Linked DNA regions of Mus musculus: region 2 is linked to region 1. The links are chromatin contacts, called in public HiChIP or PLAC-seq maps. All regions are on one chromosome and are shown on one strand. Each heading gives the region's core, a stretch centred on a gene start, on an enhancer-like site or on the middle of the called end of the contact. The rest is flanking DNA. Distances are from core to core; before and after follow the strand shown. Region 1 has its middle 50 kb from the start of Ccnl1. Region 2 overlaps Veph1 (ventricular zone expressed PH domain-containing 1).

Region 1 (6,751 bases), core at 2,898-5,397:
ACAAACAGGAGCCTCTGGTGGCCAGTCTCATTCGAGCCACCGCAAGCTTTGTGATCATTTAGTGATGTGTGGGGCTGAGCGTGGGCAAATGTACATGCTGTGTGTGACCCGAGCGTGGGTCTGCTGGACTAGCCTTCTCAGGCTAGTGGAGCTGCACCGGAGACCAGGTATGGCCCTAGTATCCCTTTGCACCCTTTTGGTTTCATTTTCACTAGCAAGATTCCTCTCAAGTCCTCTCAACAAGAATTTCACTATGATTAGTGAGTTCACTGACTGGAAGTAAGTGGGCTCACTTGGGAACGAGGCATCTCACGCATTCTCTTCTTTCTGAGCAAGAGGATTAATGGAAAGAAAAGAATTGATAAGATTTTTTTTTAATTTTTAAAAGAATACACTAACATTTTAAAAGATTTATTCACTTTTATGTATATGTGTTCTCTTCCTGTGTCTATATGCACCACATGTGTGCAGTGCCCGTAGAGGCCCAAAGAGGGCATTGAATCCCTGAAACTGGAGTTTACAAGTAGTGGTGAGCCACCATGCTGGTGTTGGGAACCTAATTCAGGACATCCGGCAGAGCAACGAGTGTTCTTAACTACTGAGGCATCTCTCGAGCCTCCAAAGTGGATATATGGAGCAGATTTTTACTAATGGATAGTTGTAGCGGCTGTGTCCTCATGCTAATTATGTTACCCCAAAAACCTGTTTGCAGTGTCCCGGCAGTAGGCTAAAGGAAGCCTGCCCTCAATTGGCTCTGATTGGGAAATAAAGTTGCCAGCAGCCAATGGCTGGGCAGGGAAACAGAGGCGGGACTTTTAGGATTTCTGGGCAAGAAAGACAGGAAAAGAGAGAAAAGGGTCCACCTTGAGAGGGGTGTAGGAGAGACCACACCATGAAAGAGCAGGAGGGTGAGAGGACCAAAAATGTAGGTGCAAGGGGAAAGCGGCCCCAATGGGAGGGCTGCCCAGAGGAACCAGGGCAGCAAAGGTAAAATACAGATTTAGAAAGAATTAACTCAGGAATATCGGAGGGTAGTGTGTTAGGAGGTTCAGGAGTGGCCCAATCATTGAGCTAGTTAAGGCATATTAAAATATAAAGGGTGTGTGTGTGTGTGTGTGTGTGTGTGTGTGTGTGTGGCTTTCCATCTGGGATCCAGGACATCAGGGCAGGTATAGAGGAGGCGTGCGCAAGAGGAGCCGCATGCACCCACCAGGAGCATAGAGCGAATTGTAATATTTAACGCTACAGAGAGGTACACCTGCAAGTGAGTACTAAATAAATAATGAGCCACCAAAATAATACACAGAAGAAAACCATAAAACAAGCGTGTTGTTGTCAGACTCGGTGGTACACATCTGTAATGCCAGCCCTGGGGAAGCTGAGGTAGGGTTGACACTTTGAGGCCAGCCTGTTTACATAGTGAGACGGTCTCAAAAGAAGGAAAGAAGCCTTCATCACTCTCCAATTTTGAGGCTATTTCTTCATGAAGAGAACAAAGACAAGCCACTAAAGATTTAACACAGATCAATTTGCCTCTAAGTGAATATTGCATACAGTTTTTAACTTTTAACTAATTACTTCAAATTTCCAATTTCTTTGTGCATAAAATACATTCTTAAATCCCAGTTTGCTTTTCTGTTCTTTTTGTCCAAGTCAAAATCATGTACTTGAAGAAGCAGATCTGCCGATGACAGCTTGCATATGGAAGATACTTGAAAGTGGGGACGGGAAGGGGTCAGTTGCAAAGGGTGCTCTGGCTAGTGGGTCAACCCAAGGCCAGCCCGATCAACTTAAGAAGAGACAAAAGTGTAAGCAGATCCAGGTACACATCTTAGGAAGAGTCTCAACCAGCAGATCCTGGGGAGTTCGTCCCCAGTACCACAAATTCAGTAGCCACAGCAATAACGGTGTACTTTGATATTTCAAATTACCCTTGACCTTGCTCAGAAACAATGTAACCATAGCCTCTGTATTTATAATTGTATGCCTGAGATCATGAATTCGAAGTATACGAAGACATAATATTTTTGAATTTCAAAGGACTTCTCTTCAGGAACATTGACTATGAAAAACATTCTGTTTTGTTCTGTTTTTAAATAAATGAGGCCTCAGAAGTTAAGATACTTGCTTCTCTTGCAAAGGAGCAGAGTTTTGTTCCTAGCACCTACACCTAGTGGCTTAGAACTACTTATATATAACTCCAGCTCCAGGGATCAAATACCTTCTTCTCGCCTCTTTAGATACTTGTATGTGCACATACACATGCTGACATACACATAAATAAAAAATAAATCCTGAGTGGGGTGAAAAAAAGAAAACAAAAGAAAGATAGCCTCAAAATAATTTACCCAGAGACTAGAAAGATGCAGTTACCAGCACTGGCTATTCCTCCACAGGACCTGGGTTCAAGTCCCAGCACCCACATGGTGATTTACAACCATCTGTACCTCTACTTCCAGAGGATCTGATCCCTTTTCTGACATCTGTAGGCAACAGACACGCACATGAAGAATATACATACATGCAGGCAAAACACTCATACACAGAAAATGAAAATAAATAAACTTTAAAAGGCGCTTTTGGAGTTGCGGAGCTGGCAAGACAGGTCAGTGTGTAAAGGCACTTGCAGTCCAGCCTGATGACCCAAAGCCAATCCCTAGGATCTACACAGTGGAAGATGAGAACCAACGCCCAAAGTTGTCATTTGACTTCCATGCATGCACTGTGACATGCATATACTCGTGTGCATGTACATGCACATACACAGACACAGACACACAATTTTGAAAGAGAGGGGAAATAAGAGAAAGAGACACCACTTCCAAGCCAGGCTTAGCATGCCTGTAATGCCATCACTCAGAGGCTGCAGAATTCCAGATCCACTTTGACACATCGTCTCAGGGGAAAAAAAAATAGAATTAAGTAACAAAGAGAAACCACTACTTTCAAATCTACATATGGGTAACCTACAGAATTTGACAGAAGAGGCAGTGCATATGAGAAATTCAGAAACTGTCTCCCCTACTTCTCCACATAGAAAAAAAAATCCCAAAAAAATATAAACTTACCATTTCCTACTTCTCATAATTCTATGACATTTTCCCACTGCCTAGTTCTGAAATTCAATCCTTCAGAATTCCTAGTGTGTCCCACATGGTTGAATGGAATGTTCAGCATTTTTTTATATAATGCCTCATTAGGCAAGAAATCAACCAAAATAGGCATTTATGATGGTCTCAAAGTGCTCTCATTTTAAGTAAATACACACACTACACATTTTAATAAACCAAACTTGTAAGCACAGCTATTCCAGAGTAGCCACAGGAGACGGGTTCCAGGACCCCTGTGGAGTCCAGAGGCCACAGATGCTCAAGCCCCAGACATTAAATGCTGTGGTGTTTGAACAGAATCTATGTACCTCCTCCTGCCTACTTTAAATTATCCTCAGGTTCCTTCTAATAGCTAATGCAATAGAAGTCATCCATTATACTGTATTCTTTAGAGAATAATGATGAAGAAATGTCTACACAAGTTTAGTGCACACACAACCGTAGCAAGTCATGACTACACAGTATTCAAGCCACCACTGATCGATTCTGCAGATATTGAAACCCTAGAGTTTAAACAAGCTTGGAACACTGATGTCTAGCCAATGTATTGCAAAAGGCAGTGAGGCCTAAATCTGAAGACAAATAAACTGGGAGGTGGCTGAAATCATTATAACTAGAGGTTGGCTTTCTGTTTAATGAAGTAAATTGTCTGAAGAAAGAAATGGAACGTGGTGAGGTAGAGCCTGACTCATGGACACTTACACCAGCCACTTGTGGTGTTTGCTAGTTAACTGAAGCCAGAAGTGACAAATCCCAGGAAAGGCTAAAGGTGGTTAAAACATGTAGGAGGACTGACAATTAATGAGAAAAGAGAAAAGAAATGGGTGTTATACCACCTAGAAAGAAAACAATAGAACTAGAGGCTGATTCATAATAAATTTCAATTTACAAAAGTATTGAGGAGCCAGGGACAAACTCCTCACCCGTGGAACCAGCAGGGATGTTGTCAATTTCAACACAAGAAACTAGACTCAAAACAAACTTCATGATAATGGGAATCTGGCAACTTGTAGCCTGGATGACTAGAGTATGACTCATGTGACCACTTGAAGCCAGCTTGGGAACACTGAAGCACAGAATGAACATGGGAAAGCAAGTCCAAAAGGGTGGAATGGAGATGGATTCCCTGAGAGGACTCCTGAGGAGATATGGCAGGTGTCTCCTGGCCTGACCTGGAGTAGACTTTCTGAGGTGCCTCCTAACTCCACTAGTTCTTCCAAAGACAAGGCTGGAAGCAAGCTGCTTTGCCCCAGTGTGTCCTCAGTTCTCTCCTCCCCCACTTCCTTCTGCACACACACCCTGTTCTAACTACTCCTTCCTTCCTTCTTCAGCACCTTAAATGTCTCTTTTTATCTCCCCTTCCTTTCTCCCATTCAAACACCAGTTTTCAGCCTCTTTCTCTTCCCACCCAGGCACTATGATGAGATGGAGATACAAAAACACTCATGATAAGATTTTATGAAACATTGTAACTAGTACACCAAGAGGATGGCAGAGGATGGCAGCTGTGCTGGCTGGGTTTATGTCAACTTAACACAAGTCAAAGTCATCCGTGAAGGGGGAACCTCAGTTTAGAACAGATCTATAAGATCAAGTTATAGGCAGTTCTATGGGGTCTTCTCTTAATTAGTGATGGCTGGAGAAGGCTCAGCCTGTAGTATCCAGCTTGGGCTGGTGATCTATAAGAAAGCAGGCTGAACATGCCATGGGGATGTAGCCAGTAAGCAACATTTCTTCCATAACCTCTGCATCAGTTCCTGTCTTCTGGTCCTGCCCTATTTGAGTTCCTGTCCTTACTTCCTTCAGGGATAAGCAGTGATGGAGAATTGTAAGCCAAATAAACCCTTTCCTCCCCAAGTTGTTTTTGGCCATGGTGTTTTATTGTAGCAATGATTACCTCAACTAAAATAGTAACAATGTATCTTTCTATAAATGATACAAATTCCCATGCAGCCTCCTATTCCCACCTTTGAAGATAGTAGGATCCAATGAGATGAGAGAAGGATTAACTTGCCAGTTAGGAGACAATCAGTGCCAAGGCATGGTAGCACACACGTGTAATCCCAGCACTCAGGAGGCTGAGGCAGGAAGATCGTAAATTCCAGGCTAGTCTTTATTTAAATATCCTCTTCCAAACACATACACAGACAAATCACAATTTAAACTCCTCTAAGGCTCTTCTCTTTTCCTTCACAGATAAGGGCTGTCATATGTGGAAGGGGTTATATATCTCTGATGATGTGACTAAGGGAGACAATTACTCCAGTGCTATTAGAGATGTCCCCAATGCAGTTGGTGGATCTTGCCAGTGGCATTTAGCAAGTTCCTTTTTGGAAAAGTTGGGGGCTTCAAGGGTAATTGATCTATCTTAGCCCAGGCTGACTCTGGTCGTCCTTGACATCTGCCTCCTCTTCGGCTGCCAAAAGTACCTGGCAAGTGGCAAATGGGCTGGGGGATGGGAGGAGAGCTTATGCCACCTGTACCTAACAGAACCATAGGAAGACTCTGGTTTCATCCTTGACATGTGCAAGAAGTTCCAGGAAGCTGGAGAGATGGCACGGTGGTTAAGAGTACTTGTTCTTCTTGCAAAGTCCAGGTTCAGTTCCCAGCACCCATGCAGAAATGTACAACCATATGTAATACCAATTCCAGGCCTCTGTGGACACCAGGAATCCACACAGTGCACTTACATACAAACAGTTAAGACAACTAGCTATATACATAAATGTAGTATTTATAAATAAATCATTTTAAAAATAATAACTGTGACCTCGAGGCTTCTCGAGGCTCTGTTTTGACCCCCTCTCTCTGCTTATGTGCTGCCTTTAACCAGTTCTAACTCAACCTGGTGGGTTGCATTTCAGGTAATACTTTGGGTTGATACTTTGAAAGACTTTAATTTTTTTTCTAAACTGTGTAGTAGAACACTAGACACAAGCCTCCGTGCTCTGTAGGCAGCAAGGTTCCACATCTCTCTTCTCCTCTGCTCTCCGTCTTCTGATCTCTGAGAAGATGAAGTGGAATGGAAGGTGGAGAGGGAATGATTTTGTTCTTACTAACTTGTAGGTCTTAAATAATGACATGCCTAAAGTGAAAGAATAGAAAATTTGTGACTAGGAGCACCAAAAGCTTCACTATGCCTCTGAGCAGGAGACAAGCAGGACCTCAGGACTGTCACAGCGGGCGCCATGGAAGTTACAGGCGACTCCCCTCCAGTAGGGAAGACTCCTCCTCAACGCTTCTTCCGGATTCCTTTTACAGAACATGTTACTGTTCTTATCACTGACCTTGTGTCAAATGCAAGGTGACAGAAAATGTCCCTCCTGCCATCTTGCAAGTAGTGTGTGCATGTGTGCACATGTTCCTATGTGTGGGGATGTCCATGTGCAGGAATACATGTATGCACATGCATGTAGCCACTCAAGGTTGATGTCTAACTGTCTTCCTCAACCACCCTCCACTTTTTATATTGAGAAAATATAATCAGAGCTGAATCAGAGCTCACCATTTTGGCTAGTCTGATTAGCCAGCTTGCTCCAGGACTTCTTGTCTTGGCCTCCTGCGTGCTGGGGTTATAGGTAAAAACACTCCTGGCTTTTCCCGTGGCTTTTGGGGAACCAAACTCCAGTTCTCGTGCTTAA
Region 2 (6,751 bases), core at 2,667-5,166, 72 kb before region 1:
CCTCAGTTTTTCAAAAGTTAATTCAAGCAAATAAGAAATTGGGGAATTGAATGCCTGCATTGTAAAATGTTCTAATTAGAGCTTTACCACACATATGCAAAAAGACAGAGCATCAAAGATGCTTCATTTGAAAGCACGGTGCAATGTTATCTACCTCTCTTAGGTGACTCTGAGAGGACGCTTCAGAGGGTCCACTCCAAGTGAGCTAAGTCCTTAACTCAATAAGTACCGAGTCAGGCTGACTGAGGGAGGCCCCAGGAAAGGGGCTAAATGGTACAAGGCGTTCCTTTAATATGTATTTTCTCAAATTCGCTGCCACACACTTGAAAAGAACATTTTGCACATCACTGTCTTATTTGTTTTTCCCACCATGAAGCACAGACTGGGAACACAGGCTGATAAGCACTCTAACAAGGCCAAATACTTTACAGCAGAACATATTGGATCAAAATGTTTAGCCCTGAAAACTTCAGTGTGTCTGAATTTCTTTGCTCATTTCCTTGGGCTACATGAAAGAGGATTTGAGACGGAGAGAAATCCTCTTCTAAACTGTAATTCTCACATTCGTGAGCCCCTGGAGAGTTTATATATGTTGTTGATTTCATCTTCTTTTTATATAGGCACATAAATTATATATTTGATCTAAGCAAAAGGTCTAGCGTCATCCTGCAGCCAAATGTATTCTTCCGGGAGGCGGCATTTGCATTCCTGTTGCACTTAAATTCCAATGTGAAAGATGACTAAGACATACAAATGAACATGTTCATGCTGTGGGCATGAACAGTCAGCCTAATTGCAGCCCATTATTCACATATGCAGTGTGTGCCTTGCACATGGGCTGTGTGTCTTCTACAGGGTGCCTGGAGACAGAAAGATGAAGACAGTAAGGAGCCTCTGCTTTAGAAGGGATCCACAATCCAATTAGAGCTAAGAGCATTCTATGAGAAAAATCTTGCACCCTTCTTGTGTTCCTTAACATACCGTAAATACATACTGAATGGATGAATGTGTACATAATATTTAGAAATGGCAAAGTCAAAAATTCCTTGATATTAAAATGCAGTGCTTCAAGACTGTGAAGATGATTTAACCATATCAAATACACATCACGATACCATAGTTAGGGCATTGAGAGCCTGGTAAGAGAAGTTTGGTCCTGTTTCTTCCATAAGAGAACTCACCACATTAGAAACCAAATGGCCAGCCTCACACCTGGCTGAATTATGTCCAGCTGTGTACTGTGCACAGCCCTGGGCTCTATTTGTGCCTGCTTTGGGTCAGATTCCCTGCCAGCTGTGAGAGGAGGACTCTAAAGACGGTTGGATTGGACTCTTGTAGGAACCAGGATCCAGAAGGGATTGAGGGAGGTGGAGTTGTAAACCCAGGAAACAAGACTCCGGAGACCAGCATCCAGGTGCAGATCTGCTCTATTGCACAGAAGCAAGCATTTTTAATATAACCTTTGAACCAATGGAGAATTGACACAAAGTCTGTAGTAGCCAACTATCCCATTGTCACTATGGGGAGGTGCCAGGCTGCCAGTGCCCAAGGGGACTTCCGTAAAGACAGGGACGCAGCCAGCACCCTGTTCCGGATCCATTCTGAGGCTCACTAGTTTTCAAGGATCCTTTGTTTGTGTCACTTGGTATGCCAGTGGACATGGGCACTTGTACTATTAGGGAGGTATGCTCAGCCTCTCTCATCTTCCACCAGGCCCCACCCAAGGACCACAGCACAGATTCTAATAGAAATGACTAAATAAGCTGATTTTTGCATTTTCTCCCACAGGGACTAACTAATAATACAGTAATTGTCCACATATAGTCTGTGTTCCAATATTTTTTAACTGCTATCCAGCCTCTCCATAAATAAGGAACAAATCATAAGTAAATTAGCCATCAGGAAAGAAATTCAGAAATATAAAGTATTTCTTAGAATGTCCAGACTAAGGCTCTACTGCTATTTCAGAAGCCAACAGTCATGAACTAGCTTGTATTGTCACCTCACATACGTCCTACTGGTAGATCTGGTATTTTCTTCAAGATAAGCTGATTTCAGAAATTGAAATTTCAACCTCTAAAGCCGGTCCAAATTAAAACATGGAATTTTAGAAACCCCTATAACAATTATTCCACAATGTTCTAGTGTGCAGTAAAGACAAAGGAAGTTTAATTGTTTAGCTGTGATCTTTTTCTCTGACTTGTTTTACAAGAGCGGGAACTTTGATGTGGTAATCAGTGGGTAATTGTTCCATGTGGCCCAATGATTACAACAGAAACTATTTGCAGTCCAATAGCTGACTCAGTTCTAATAGTCATCTTACAAAGGTACAAAGCAGATGATTTCCAAATCCCAGAAATAACTCAGAAACCCTCTGAGACCTGTCTGCTGACCCCACAGAACCCATTACTCCAGTTAATGAGAGAACAGAGGTTGAGCAAGAAGATGTAGCCAAACGTAACTGACTTCTGGAAAACGATGCAAAGCCTCTTTACAGCTGCCAGTGAGTCTTGGAACCGCAGGACCTGTAACAGTAAAAGAAGGCAGAAGGCTTCCCTGGGGCTGTCAGGACTTACAGCCTGCCACTTTTTTTTTTTTTTTTTTTTTTTTTTAAGAAGGAGAAGTAGGTCATGGCTCTCACTCACTCTTGCCGCCTAAAGCATGTGAGGTGACTTAGTTCTTGCAAAAAAAAAAAGGGGGGGGGGGGCGGGGGGAGAGGAGAAAGAAGGAAAAGCTCAGAATTTTGGCACTCACATCCTCCATAAATCTGAATAATCCCCAACAGAGTCACTCTCTGAGTCATTTGATATTTAGAATTTGAATGTGGTTGTCAGTAGAAGTCTCCCTGGATTCTAAAAGAAAATGGGAGAATTCCTTTTTGAATAATATTGTATCATGATTCTTCTGTAGAACTGATTCTAAATATTTGCTGTATGAGAGCATGCTGCCCTTTCTATCACACAAACAAACAGTAGGGGTGTCTAAATACAATCAGTGTGGAGCGGCCTTCATGGTGGTGAGGTTAGCTTCAGACACCAAAGACAACTGGGGGCTGTGGTGTGGCTCTCCTTCTGTGCACACCATTCCTGTGGGCCAGATGCCTTTCCATGCCAAATGCCATGAATAGAGCCAGTTCATATGCCCACAAAGAGCTTGAGAGTCCACTAATGTGAGACTTCACTATTTAATTTTGTAGAACTGCACAACGAAAGAACCCATTTTGGATTTATGCAGCATTGGGCCTGTCTTGTCTCTTTCCTCCTACAACACACATTTGAGCACAGGCTTCTATGCTAAGTATTGTTTGAGTGCCAAAAACAGCACAACAGTGTTGAATACCCTTCACAGATTGTATTACCCACAACACTGTAGTACACAACTTCACAGATCATATTATATGCTTTGGTGACTATTGTGTATGGGATAATTACATAAAATTGAGCCTCAGCTTGTTGTTCTGGTACTCTGAATTATCCATAAGGATATAAACACGTGCTCATCAACCCAGATAGTTGATCGTCCTAAAATTCTATCCCATTCTTCCTCCTCATTTTTTGACTTCCAGCTCTATGCAGCACCACACACATACACACACACACACACAGACACACACACATATACACACATACACACACACATACACACATACACACACACACAGACACACACACACATACACACATACACACATACTCACACACATACACACACATACACACACACACACATACACACACACACACACATACACACACACCTCTACTCTAAGGCTGGATAAACTCTCCTTCCCTTTGCTCTTTCTGTCTCTGCCAACATGTCTGCATTGCATGTGGCGTATTTACATGAGTCTTCCCCCATGACAGTAAACTACAAGGGAAACCATGTATTGGTCCCGGCCTAGCACACAGCCGTGTGTGACACACACTGACAGATAGGTGGGTGACTAAGCAGTTTGTGAGTCATGTCAGCGGCTGCATAGCCAGGATAGAAAGTTGGAATTGTTTCTGAAATACAGAGTTTAGAAGGTCCCAGCATTTTCAAGACTAAAGCAGGAGGATTGTGAGTTAGAGGCCAGCCAGGCCTACCTTGGGAGATTCTGTCTCAAAAACAAAATCTGATGTTTTACTGACTTTTAAATTAACTATTTTTAGTTGGTATACAAAATAATGGATCTCATCATGACATTCTCAAACATACCCATCATTGTAACTTGCTCATGTTAACCTAGCTAACCTCCCTTCACCTCCTCTGGCTTTGTTGCTCTCCCTCCTCCCCAGTAGTTTTCTCGCCCTCCCCCTCCCCCTCCTCCTCTCCCCGTTCCCCTCTCCCTGTCCCTCTGTGTGTGTGTGCATATAGCTTTATTAAAGCTAGATCTTCCTCCTTTCCCAATAGTAGTCCCCCTTGTGTGTGTGTGTGTGTGGTGTGTGTGTGTGTGTGTGTGTGTTTGCTTGTAGGTTTGTTAAAGCTAGAATATATATATAAATATGTATATATATACACTTTTCTGAGAATAAAATAATTTTCTTCTCCTTCGTGTCTAGATGGCACTTTCTTCATCCATTCCAGGGTGCCTCCACAGTGTGGCTGTTGGGAACACTGCAGTAATAAGTGTGCTGTGCGGCACCTCTGACGGATGCTGACTCAGCTTTCCCTGGCTGTATGTGGGGATCTAGTTAATGGTCAACCTTCCCTTGAGGGCTCAAACTTTAGCACCACTTAGACAAAATAAAACAAACACTGTGACAGCAGCACCGCACGCTGAGCGAGACTGAGAAATATACTTGAAATCAATATAATCCCACTAGTGACCACAGAGCAGAAAATAGCAAAACTCATGTCAAGTGTATCATGAAGTTAAAAGTCTATAGGGTAAATGTAGAACCAGCAAATTAATGAAGCAAAGGAAAGGATGCAGAGTGTAACAGGGGTTAAATCAATAGAGGGGAAGCAGAAGACAGGCAAGAATGTTGTCAAGAGGAAGAGAAAGAAGGGAGGGGGAGGATAATAAAGGGAAAATATTTATCTAGGAAAAACATTAATAAGTATGATGGTGCCATGAAGAAACCCCTTATTTGCATGTTAACCTAAAATGTTAATTTAAAGCAATGAGAAAATTAAAAATATAAGAAGGGGAACAAAAACTAGAAACATAAAGCTTTTTTAAAAAAAGATAAAATTAAAATGTTACTCAAAGTGCAGTAAAGCAAAAGGTGGAGGGGCCACAAAGAAAGAGAAAGGCTCACCCAATAGTTATGAAAAATATTCAACATAATTAAGTAAGTAAACGGGGAAAAAAAATGAGAGCATAAAACCTTAAAAAAAAAAAAAAAGCTAGAGAAGGGCTGGAAAGTAGGTGGAGTATGTGTCCAGTGTGAATGACCCAGGTTCCATCCCAGCACAAGGCGCAGTAGCACACTCCTGCACCCCACCACCTGGGAAGTGGAAGCAGGAAGACAGATGTTCAAGGTCATCTTCCATTACCCAGTCAGTTCACAGCTGGAGAGGAAGTGGAGGGGTGGGGGACGAAACACAAGGCAAGAAAAAGAGGAAGGGGTTGGGGTAGATTTCCGTGGCTGTTTTTCCTCCAAAACTGAACTCTTCCACGTATAACGGGGTCCACTGAGCTTACCGCCGTGCCTAAGGTTTAAGCTGGTGTTGAGTTTACACCTGAGAAACGCCAGGCTTCTGCAGAGCTGAATAGTAATTTCCCTTCTCTGCACACCTACGCCCTATGCTGGCAGGCTGACCTTGACAGTCTGTGGATGCAGCTCCTCAAACCTGGCTGGGATTCCCCAGGTCACACCCCCTGGGGCAGCTAGTGACTAACAGAAAGCCAGCTTGGGAGAAACTTATACAGAATTGAGAAATACGCAGATGGACCTATCTCTGTACTTCCAATCGTGTGTGTGTGTGTGGGTGTGTGTGTGGGTGTGTGCGCGCGCGCGCGCGCGCGCACGCTCGTGCACACATAAAACCTTCTTTCTTTCTTTTTTTTTTTTTTTTTTTTTTGCAGGCATAAGCATTTATTTTTTTTTTCCATTTTTTATTAGGTATTTAACTCATTTACATTTCCAATGCTATACCAAAAGTCCCCCATATCCACCCACCCCCACTCCCCTGCCCACCCACTCCCCCTTTTTGGCCCTGGAATTCCCCTGTACTGGGGCATATAAAGTTTGCAAGTCCAATGGGCCTCTCTTTCCAGTGATGGCCGACTAGGCCATCTTTTGATATATATGCAGCTAGAGTCAAGAGCTCCGGGGTACTGGTTAGCTCATAATGTTGTTCCACCTATAGGGTTGCAGATCCCTTTAGCTCCTTGGCTACTTTCTCTAGCTCCTCCATTGGGAGCCCTATGATCCATCCATTAGCTGACTGTGAGCATCCACTTCTGTGTTTGCTGGGCCCCGGCATAGTCTCACAAGAGACAGCTACATCTGCGTCCTTTCAATAAAATCTTGCTAGTGTATGCAATGGTGTCAGCGTTTGGATGCTGATTATGGGGTGGATCCCTGGTATTGGCAGTCTCTACATGGTCCATCCTTTCATCTCAGCTCCAAACTCCGTCTCTGTAACTCCTTCCATGGGTGTTTTGTTCCCAAATCTAAGGAGGGGCATAGTGTCCACACTTCAGTCTTCATTCTCCTTGAGTTTCATGTGTTTAGCAAATTATATCTTATATCTTGGGTATCCTAGGTTTGGGGCTAATATCCACTTATCAGTGAATACATATTGTGTGAGTTTCTTTGTG

What was found. HiChIP or PLAC-seq counts read pairs in DNA pulled down with a chosen protein or histone mark.
Region 2: a CTCF HiChIP or PLAC-seq map of the NIH/3T3 cell line shows a contact between it and region 1, with 22 read pairs. The contact joins two enhancer-like sites. A contact is called at or near these places in 8 of 39 promoter capture datasets (the 3T3-L1 cell line, cranial neural crest, hippocampal neurons and 4 more), 1 of 15 datasets of contacts at CTCF or cohesin (the NIH/3T3 cell line), 5 of 484 Hi-C or Micro-C datasets (cortical neurons, embryonic fibroblasts, muscle stem cells and 2 more) and 1 of 115 datasets of contacts at active chromatin or transcription factors (fibro-adipogenic progenitors).

The regions. Positions count from the first base shown.
Region 1 is chr3:66,005,212-66,011,962 of GRCm38.p6, reverse strand. No RefSeq gene overlaps it. Among named protein-coding and RNA genes, the nearest start is that of Ccnl1, 50 kb to the right of the region's middle. Within about 2 kb of position 4,147, at least 42 of the 459 cell types and tissues checked have an H3K27ac peak or open chromatin away from gene starts, as enhancers often do. A contact at or near this core is called in the NIH/3T3 cell line, embryonic fibroblasts, fibro-adipogenic progenitors and 2 more, where this site is marked.
Region 2 is chr3:66,077,241-66,083,991 of GRCm38.p6, reverse strand. All of the region lies in intron 12 of Veph1 (ventricular zone expressed PH domain-containing 1), which reads left to right. Among named protein-coding and RNA genes, the nearest start is that of Ccnl1, 120 kb to the right of the region's middle. Within about 2 kb of position 3,916, at least 81 of the 459 cell types and tissues checked have an H3K27ac peak or open chromatin away from gene starts, as enhancers often do. A contact at or near this core is called in the NIH/3T3 cell line, embryonic fibroblasts, fibro-adipogenic progenitors and 2 more, where this site is marked.